Linked DNA regions of Mus musculus: all the other regions are linked to region 3. The links are chromatin contacts, called in public HiChIP or PLAC-seq maps. All regions are on one chromosome and are shown on one strand. The core of a region is the stretch at or near the end of the contact, and the rest is flanking DNA. Distances in the headings are between cores, read along the strand shown.

Region 1 (2,700 bases), core at 158-2,657, 510 kb after region 3:
CTTTTCTGCTGCTATGACAAAACACCATGACAGAGGTGACTTATAAACAAAAGTGTTTAATTGAGCCTATGGTTTCAGGGGGTTAGAGTCTATGGTGGTGAAGCAAAGACATGGCAATGGGAACCGCTGAGTACTCGCATCTTGATCCAAAAGCAGGAGGCAGAGAGAGCACACACTGGGAGTGAGTCTTTTAAAACTACAAAGCCTACCCCAGTGCACACCTTCTCTGACAAGGCCACACCACCTAGTCCTTCCCAAACAGTTCTACCAGCTCAGGACCAAGTATTCAAACATACGAATCAGTGATGACCATTATCATCGAAACTACAACGTAGATATAAAAGTTCAAATAATCCAAAAGAAATGAAAAGCAAGCTTTTCCCCTAAATTAAGTCGTTTCTCATTAGGAAAAAAAAAAGTCTGTGCTGTGGATGGGTGAGCAACATAGAAAGCTCTAGAGTAGCATGGGCTACAGGGCAAGACCCTGACTTAAAAACCTAGAACAAGAGTTGTAGTTGGCGGTCTTAATCCCCACAAGGAGGGGGGAAGCTCAGGCGCCCTGGCTGACCTCAGGATGTATGTGAAGTTCAGAGGACGACTTTATGGAGCTGGCTCCCTCCTTCACCCTTTAGACGGGTTCTGAGGATGGAACTCAGACCTTCCAGCTTGCATTGTGGAGTGGCAAGTGCCTTTTCTGGCTGAGCTCCAAGCCCCGCCTACCTCTACCCCACCCCCCAGCACTGGGATCACAGATGCGCACCTCCACACCCGATGTGCATCTGTTTCTTGCTTAAGTCCTGGGATTCTAACCCAGGCCCTTGGGCTTCCTAGGGAAGTAGTTTATCAATTTTTAGCTGCTTCCCAGCCCCAGAACTCTGATTCTTATTCCTCTGGAAGATGTATGTAGCATCTATCTCCTTGTGGGAATACCTGCCCTGCCTTATTCAGATATGTCTGCCATTTCCATACGTCTTCATCCGTCTCTGATGATATCAGCAAGGGACATGAGGTTCACGTCTGAGTGTCGAGGTTCACGTCTGAGTGTCTGTCAGAGGTCTCTGTAGCATCTGACTCAGCTCATGACAGTTAGTTTCACAGTAACTGGGCATCATGGCCCTGTGGTTACTATGGAGAGATCCCTCCATGGTTACTGCTTTTCCCATGGGTTGTCTCACAGGTTTTACTGGAATTGCCCAAAGGAGGAATGCAGGGTGGGACTTTGATTCCCAGAAAACACCTGAGAAAGGAGAATGAAGAAAAAGCAATTATTCTGGAGATACTTGACCCTGGGATCCATGTAATAAATCCAGGGAGATAAAACAAATAGAACTGCCTTTGTTCTCCCTACTCGGCTGGACAGACACTCCCTAAGGACTCAGTGGAAAGCCTTCAGTGGGGATGAAAACCAAGCAGCTTCCTCTCTAGGGTGGATCTTTCTAGACGACTAGGAATAACCTGTAAGCAGAAAGGCTCACAGCAACTGAGGGAGTCCTGAGGAGCATTGTCTGTGCTGGTATGGAAGGTAGCGAGCAGAAAGACAAGCAATTCAAAGGTGCCACAGTCGCCCTTCTTTTTCTCCTTTCTTCCCATTGTGCGGTAGTGCCAGGCACATTCAGAGCAAGGCTTCCTCCCCCTTAGTGAACGCTCTGAGGAAACACGCTCACAGAAAGCCCTGCCTATGCTTCACTGTCAGAGCCACTAATCAAGTTCACAGTCGGTTGGGATTAACGAGGAGGCAGAGTCCATGGGCATTCAATGGCTTCCCAAATCATACAGTTAGGATGTGGCGGTCAGGGTTCAAACTCAATGTGCTCCACATTTCCCCTCCTTCACTCCATGATTATTGTTGTTATTCTGTTTCCAGTGCAAGGAGTTGAACCCATGGCTTTAGGCATGCTAGACAGGCACTCTACCACTTTGCTATAGCCCCAGAGCCTCACTGTGGTAGTACACTGACGAGGTTGGCCTTGAACTCTGGAACTGTCAGTATAGCCCCAAACTGGCCTTCTGGAATTTTTTTGCTTCAAGTCACACACCTACCTCTAACTCTTGTTCCTTTTTTCTCCATGTAGCCATGTAGCCATGCAGCCGTGGCTGTCCTGGAACTCACTCTGTAGACCAGGCTGGCCTCGAACTCAAAGATCCACCTGCCACTGCCTCCTAAGTGCTGGAATTAAAGGTGTGCACCACCACTGCCTCGACTAACTCCTGTTCTTACAAGCTTAACCACTGACCCGTCTTTGCTGGCTGCCTCCCTTCTAAAATGTAGCTTACAGTAGATCCAATCAGGCTCTTAGGGGCCTGTGCCTCTCACCTGTAACTTCATGATTAGGGAAATCTGTTTCAACCTACGCAGGACCACCCATAGTGTTGCTTCTGGCATGTGTGCCTCTTGGTGCCAGTCCCATGTAACATCGGGCGTTAAGACCTTGATATGCTCAGCCGGCCTTTTGTGCCTGATAGCCCTTCTCTGCTTTCCCTTTGGGAAAGAAAGGACAACTCCTTTTTCTACTGAAAAAGGATCACAATCTTTCTTACCTCTGAGGGGGGAAAAAAACAACACAATAATCTGTCACATTAGATCTTTAAAATTCGTACTCCATCGGACTTTCTGGTACAGTGTTAATCTTAACACTCAGGAGGCAGAAGGAAGCAGGAGGATTACTGTAGGTCTAAGGCCAGCCTGGTCTACATAATGAG
Region 2 (2,710 bases), core at 95-2,594, 560 kb after region 3:
TACATTATAGTGAGGGTTGTTGTTTTGTTTTGTTTTCAAGACAGGGTTTCTCTATGTGGCCCTGGCTGTCCTGACACTTATTCTGTTAGACCAGGCTGGTCTCAAACTCAGATCTGCCTGCTTCTGTCTCCTAAGTGCTGGGATTAAAGGTGTGCACCACCATGCCCAGTTTATAGTGAGTATTTTAATCACTTAAAATGACCTCTTCTATTCTTTTTTTAAAGATTTATTGTTTTATTTTATGTATATGAGTACACCATTGCTCTCTTCAGACACACCAGAAGAGGGCATCAGATTCCATTACACATGGTTGTGAGCCACCATGTGGTTGCTGAGAATTGAACTCAGGATCTCTGGAAGAGCAATCAGTGCTCTTAACTGTGGAGCCATCCCTCCAGCCCAACCTCTTTTATTCTAATATCACATGAAACTTATACTTTGTACTAGAGATTTTATGTGGTTTTGGTCATGAAACTTCTAGTACAGTCTTGTAAAGTGTGGTCTTACTGGACCACACTCCAGCTTAGCCACTGAATTCCTTTTTTAATGCTATAAGGCATCAAGGTGTATTATACAAATTCTAGTCTTGTATCTTTTATAACCATAATGAGTTCAATCCCTGATACCCACATGGAGGGAGGAGATAGCTAGCTGACTGCCGAAAACTGACCTCTGTCTTCCACAGAGGTGCTGTGTTGACACATGTACACACAAGGAAGGAAGGAAGGAAGGAAGGAAGAAGAGAGAGAGAAAGCTTCCCCTTAATCTGAAAATTAATTTTAATAACAAAGATTCCTGTATACCCAGACTTTTGAAATTAGAGTAATAACCATTGCTGACCCCTAAAAATCACAAGTATGCTTGTGTCTGAGGTGCGTAGGAAATGCCTCTACAGGCAGGTATTCATACTAGCTGAGGCCCATGACATTCGAATCAATGGCATATAATAGGCTAGATAGTTCTGCTGAGCGTTGACCTTTGAGGAGGGAAGAGACCAGGTGATGGAAGGAGATAGGAAGGGCTTCAGAAAGATCAGGTTTGTGCTGGACTTAAATATGAGGAGTTTGGATAGGATGGAAAAGTCTGGAGATGGGTAGGGGCTCGTTGCAGAAATGTGGACACTAACCCTCCAGGGAACAAGGAAAGCAGCAAGGTGAGAGAGGTCTGTGAGACCCCGGCCTCGTGAGCCTTAGTTCATCAAGATCACCCGAGAAACTAGAATATTCCTAAGTACAGGCATGTGGTGTTAAAGAGTGCTCAGTGACTGAGCTGCACCAGAGCAGAGCTGGCCCGTCTGCAGCCTGGGAAAGGCTCTCTGAGGGCCTGCCTCCTTCCTCCTCGTGAGATCCAGCATTGCGTCACTTCCTGGAACCTTGCCGAGGAAGGAGCAAGGACTGGAGATAAGGATGTTGTGTGTGTGTGATGGCGTTGCTTGTTTTTCAATTAATTTTTAGAGATGTGGAGTTTGGGATGTTGTTTCTCTTAATATTTCCTTAGGGGAAAGATCTTGAAGAAAAAAATAATCCCCAACTGGCCTCAGCCCCAGTTTGAGACTCACGGCCTTTAGTCAGACACTGGGGAACTTGAGAGATTGTGTGATCACGTACACTTGAGTAAGGGCTCACTATTGCTCTTATAGACTGTGAAGTGTTTTCTGATCTAGAATTGTTTTTTCTTGTTCTCTGTTCTCCTTTTTGTGGTTGTGAGGAATGAAGCCACTGCCTCACTAAACATGGGCGTCTCTTACCAGGTCTGTTGGGTAGTTCACGGTTCTTGCTTTGCTCTTTACATCAAAGCACTTTTTCTTGGTTTTTGGTTTTGTTTTTTTGTTTGCTTGGTTGGTTTTTTGGTTTTCTTGATGTTGTTGGGTTTTTTGTTTGTTTGTTTTTTCAAGACAGGGTTTCTCTGTGTAGCCCTGGCTGTCCTAGAACTCACTCTGTAGACCAGGCTGGCCTTGAACTCAGAAGTTCGCCTGCCTCTGCCTAGTGCTGGGAATAAAGGTGTGCGCCACCACTGCCCAGCCAAAGCACTTTTTCTTATTACTTCAGTGCAGTAATAGGAAATCAGTAAATTCAAAATCAGAGACGTTTGTTTCTTTGTGTGCAGAATCAAAATGCAGCAGACAGGTGAGCTGCCCTTCAAAAGTGAATGCATGAATGAACGAACATGATACAAAATTGAAAAGGGTGTCACTTGGTTTGTCATGAACACTGGAATACTCTTATTATTTCAACTTTCCTGTTTCTCTCTGGTTCTTATAGAACTTTCCATAGTTATTCTGAATTCATTTATTTTTAAAAGCTCTGTATTTAGAGTTCAAAGGACCATAAGGATCTCTTGATAGCCATTGGAGGTTCTTTCTGCCTTTAATCCCAGCACTTTGTAAGTGCAGGAGGATTAGGAGTTCAAGGCCATCCTTGTTTATATAGGAAATTCTGGCCAGCCTGAGGTACATGAGAACCTGTCTCAAAAGGAAACTAGAAAAAAAAAGTTTCTTATACCTAATAAAATAGGTCTAACTTAAGAGACAGATGTTAATAAGTAATGGAGGACTGCTAATCTCCCTAGAACATGACCTGAAATTAAACTGAAGCTTTGATGAGATCTGTTTCCCAGAGGCCCTTTCCTTAAATTCCAATTTCCCTCCTCCCCACCCCCCTCCTTTTTGAGACAGGGTCTCACTGTGTAGTTCTGGCTCCTTGAAACTTCA
Region 3 (2,853 bases), core at 320-2,819:
ACCTCCTTGAGTTGTGGTTCCTTTCTTTAAATACCCCCTTACTCAGCTACTCAGGGCACCACAGTCCTCTACCCCTGCGTGGTGTATGACCGTGGGCCCGAGAGCACTCTTGAATAAAAATCCTCTTGCAATTTGCAGCAAGACCGTTTCTCGTTGGTGATTTTGGGGTGTCGCCTCTCCTGAGTCAGAACTTGGGGGAGTCCTCACGTTGTGGGTCTTTCAGACCCACTGTGTATTTTTAGTCTTCTATATTTTTTAACAGTAGAGTTTTTTTTAAGAGTTTTTTTTTTTTAATTCAAAGGAAGAAACATGTGAGATGCATTCAACAGCTTTTTGAAGTTTCTAACAATAACAAATGTACTATGCTTTAAAGTTTAAAAAAATATTTAATATCCAGCCACTTTGCTGAAGTTGTTTATCAGCTGAAGGAGTTCTCTGGCGGACTTTTTGGCGTCACTTAAGTATACTATCATATCATCTGCAAGTAGTGATATTTTGACTTCTTTCTTTCCAATTTGAATCCCTTTGACCTCCTTTTGTTGTCTAATAGCTCTGGCTAGAACTTCGAGTACTATATTGAAAGGGAGAGAGTGGGCAGTCTTACCTAGTATCTGATTTTACTGGGATTGCTTCAAGTTTCTCTCCATTTACTTTGATGTTGGCTACTGGTTTGCTATATACTGCTTTTACTATGTTTATCGAATTCCTGTTCTTTCTAAGACTTTGAACATGAAGTGGTGTTGAATTTTGTCAAATGCTTTTTCAGCATCTAATGAAATGATCATATGTTTTTTTCCCCTTTGAGCTTGTTTATATAGTAGATTACATTGGTGGATTTCTGTATATTGAATCATCGTTTTGATGTATTCTTGGATTCAGTTTGCGAGAATTTTATTGAGATTTTTGCATCAATATTCATAAAGTGGTCTGAAGTTTCGTTCTTTGTTGGGTCTTTGAGTGGTTTCAGTATCAGTGTAGTAACTGTGGCTTCATAGGGACCCCAGTCGAGGAGTTAGGGGAAGAACTGAAGAAGCTGAGGGGCTTACAAACTCATAGGAAGAACAACAATATCAACTAACCCGACCCCCCAGAGCTCCCTAGGACTAAACCACCAACCAAAGAGTACACATGGAGGGACTCGTAGCTCCAGTTGCATATGTAGCAAAGGATGTCCTTGTCGGGCATCAAATGGAGGGGAGGCCCTTGGTCCTGTGAAGGCTTGACACTCCAGTGTAGGTGAATGCTAGGATGATGGGGCAGGAGTGGGTTGGGGGGCACCCTTGTGGAGGCAGGATGAAATGGGGAGTTTTCAGAGAGGAAACCGGGAAGAGGGATAACATTTGAAATGCAAACAAACAAAATAACCAATAATGTTTTAAAAATAAATAAATAATAAAAAATAATAAAACATAAAAGGTAAATCACATTGCAATTGTCCAAATAAAACAACACATTGGACATCAAATACTTAACAAATCAACCACCGGGACTGGATGGAATGGAGTGGCAGAATGCTGGGGTGTGGGCAGAGGGAAAGCAGTATAAGCAAGTACTGTATGGGTAGGGTGTTGCTTGCCACACCTACCCCAGTGAAGTTTGTGTGACAGGCTTAAAAGCCTGGACGCAGTCCCGAGGCAAAAAGTTCACGGAAACTTAGTCTCCTGGAAACGTGGCATCCTGTATAACAAATGCTCCAAAAATGTCCTTGCTTTAGTCAGTGAACAGATCTGTGTGCTTTCCCTCAATATTGCTTTATTTTAAGAGCCTGTAAGGATTGATTTTGACATATAGCTAAGTTAGATTAGCCTCCACCAGTGTTCCAATGTCCTAGGCAGTCCTTGATTCCTGGGCTTGGAATTCAGTAAGAATGTTACCTATTCAGTAACATTCAAAAGTACCTCTAGTAGAGACAGTGAAAGTAGTCAGGCATTACAATTTACTTGAATAGAGCTATTAATCTCAGGGCTAGTCTACAGAGTAAATACTTAGAACAATAGCCGAGTCACTCCCATACACAGGAATTTACAATGGCCTAGGAAGAAGGTGGGTTGTGGTTTTAGGAGGAACTGAAGTATTATTCATGAAAGGGTTAGTAGAATGGAATTTCCCTGGTGAGTGTTTCACTAGGCCCAGAGGAATAGCATAATCAGGTATTTACTAAAGGACCCCTGGTGGTGGGTTTAACAATAGACTAGCTTTGCATCAGACCCTTCACCTGGCTCCTGTGTTTGGCTGGTTTTAAAATAAGGCTGTTTCTATCTCAGTTGTAAACACTGCCTGGCTCCCCCTAGCTTTTTATGTATGCATTTTCTTTGTTTTGTGTAAAGAACCAATACGCATCTCAATGTACCTTGGCAAATGTATTCACCTAACTTTCTTGTTTTTATTCTATATTTTAAGTCTGGTGCTTGCTTGGAAAAATTACATTCAGAGACAACACACTCCCTTGTGTCTGTGTCTATTTGTCACCCTTTTCACTGACTCCCTGCCCACCTGTACGGGAACCCTGATTTCTCCCACAGATTGAGGGGGACCGACTGAGGCCAGTCCATGGCAGTTGCTAACTTGCAAATGCACTGAAATTGGTTGGATACTTGGTATATAGTCAAAATAAAATCATAGTAAGTTTTCCTCCCTCCATGTTACTCTTTCAAAGATACTTATAAAAAATTAGCTTGTTTTGCTCTTCTACATAAAATTAAAATCTTTCTTCAGGAAGTCAAGTTAATAATAATTTCATTAGAACCTAAACAAAAGATAGTAACTTAAACATTTCTATTACAAAATTAGAAGATCTATACAGAAAAAAATTATATTTTAAATAGAGGCATTTTAATTATTCAGATGGAAATA

Evidence for each region. HiChIP or PLAC-seq counts read pairs in DNA pulled down with a chosen protein or histone mark.
Region 1: an H3K27ac HiChIP or PLAC-seq map of embryonic stem cells shows a contact between it and region 3, with 4 times the contacts expected there. The contact joins two enhancer-like sites. A contact is called at or near these places in 2 of 39 promoter capture datasets (cranial neural crest and stem cell-derived epiblast-like cells), 1 of 484 Hi-C or Micro-C datasets (the N1E-115 cell line), 1 of 115 datasets of contacts at active chromatin or transcription factors (embryonic stem cells) and 1 of 9 other capture datasets (embryonic stem cells).
Region 2: a contact with region 3 is called in an H3K27ac HiChIP or PLAC-seq map of embryonic stem cells, with 3 times the contacts expected there. The contact joins two enhancer-like sites. A contact is called at or near these places in 1 of 39 promoter capture datasets (the 3T3-L1 cell line) and 2 of 115 datasets of contacts at active chromatin or transcription factors (the 230-238 cell line and embryonic stem cells).

Annotation. Positions count from the first base shown.
Region 1 is chr9:75,589,033-75,591,732 of GRCm38.p6, reverse strand. All of the region lies in intron 4 of Tmod2 (tropomodulin 2), which reads left to right. Among named protein-coding and RNA genes, the nearest start is that of Tmod2, 21 kb to the left of the region's middle. Within about 2 kb of position 1,407, at least 11 of the 459 cell types and tissues checked have an H3K27ac peak or open chromatin away from gene starts, as enhancers often do. A contact at or near this core is called in embryonic stem cells, where this site is marked.
Region 2 is chr9:75,546,000-75,548,709 of GRCm38.p6, reverse strand. All of the region lies in intron 1 of Tmod3 (tropomodulin 3), which reads left to right. Among named protein-coding and RNA genes, the nearest start is that of Tmod3, 12 kb to the left of the region's middle. Within about 2 kb of position 1,344, at least 171 of the 459 cell types and tissues checked have an H3K27ac peak or open chromatin away from gene starts, as enhancers often do. A contact at or near this core is called in embryonic stem cells, where this site is marked.
Region 3 is chr9:76,103,822-76,106,674 of GRCm38.p6, reverse strand. All of the region lies in intron 7 of Hmgcll1 (3-hydroxymethyl-3-methylglutaryl-Coenzyme A lyase-like 1), which reads right to left. Among named protein-coding and RNA genes, the nearest start is that of Hmgcll1, 90 kb to the right of the region's middle. Within about 2 kb of position 1,569, at least 15 of the 459 cell types and tissues checked have an H3K27ac peak or open chromatin away from gene starts, as enhancers often do. A contact at or near this core is called in embryonic stem cells, where this site is marked.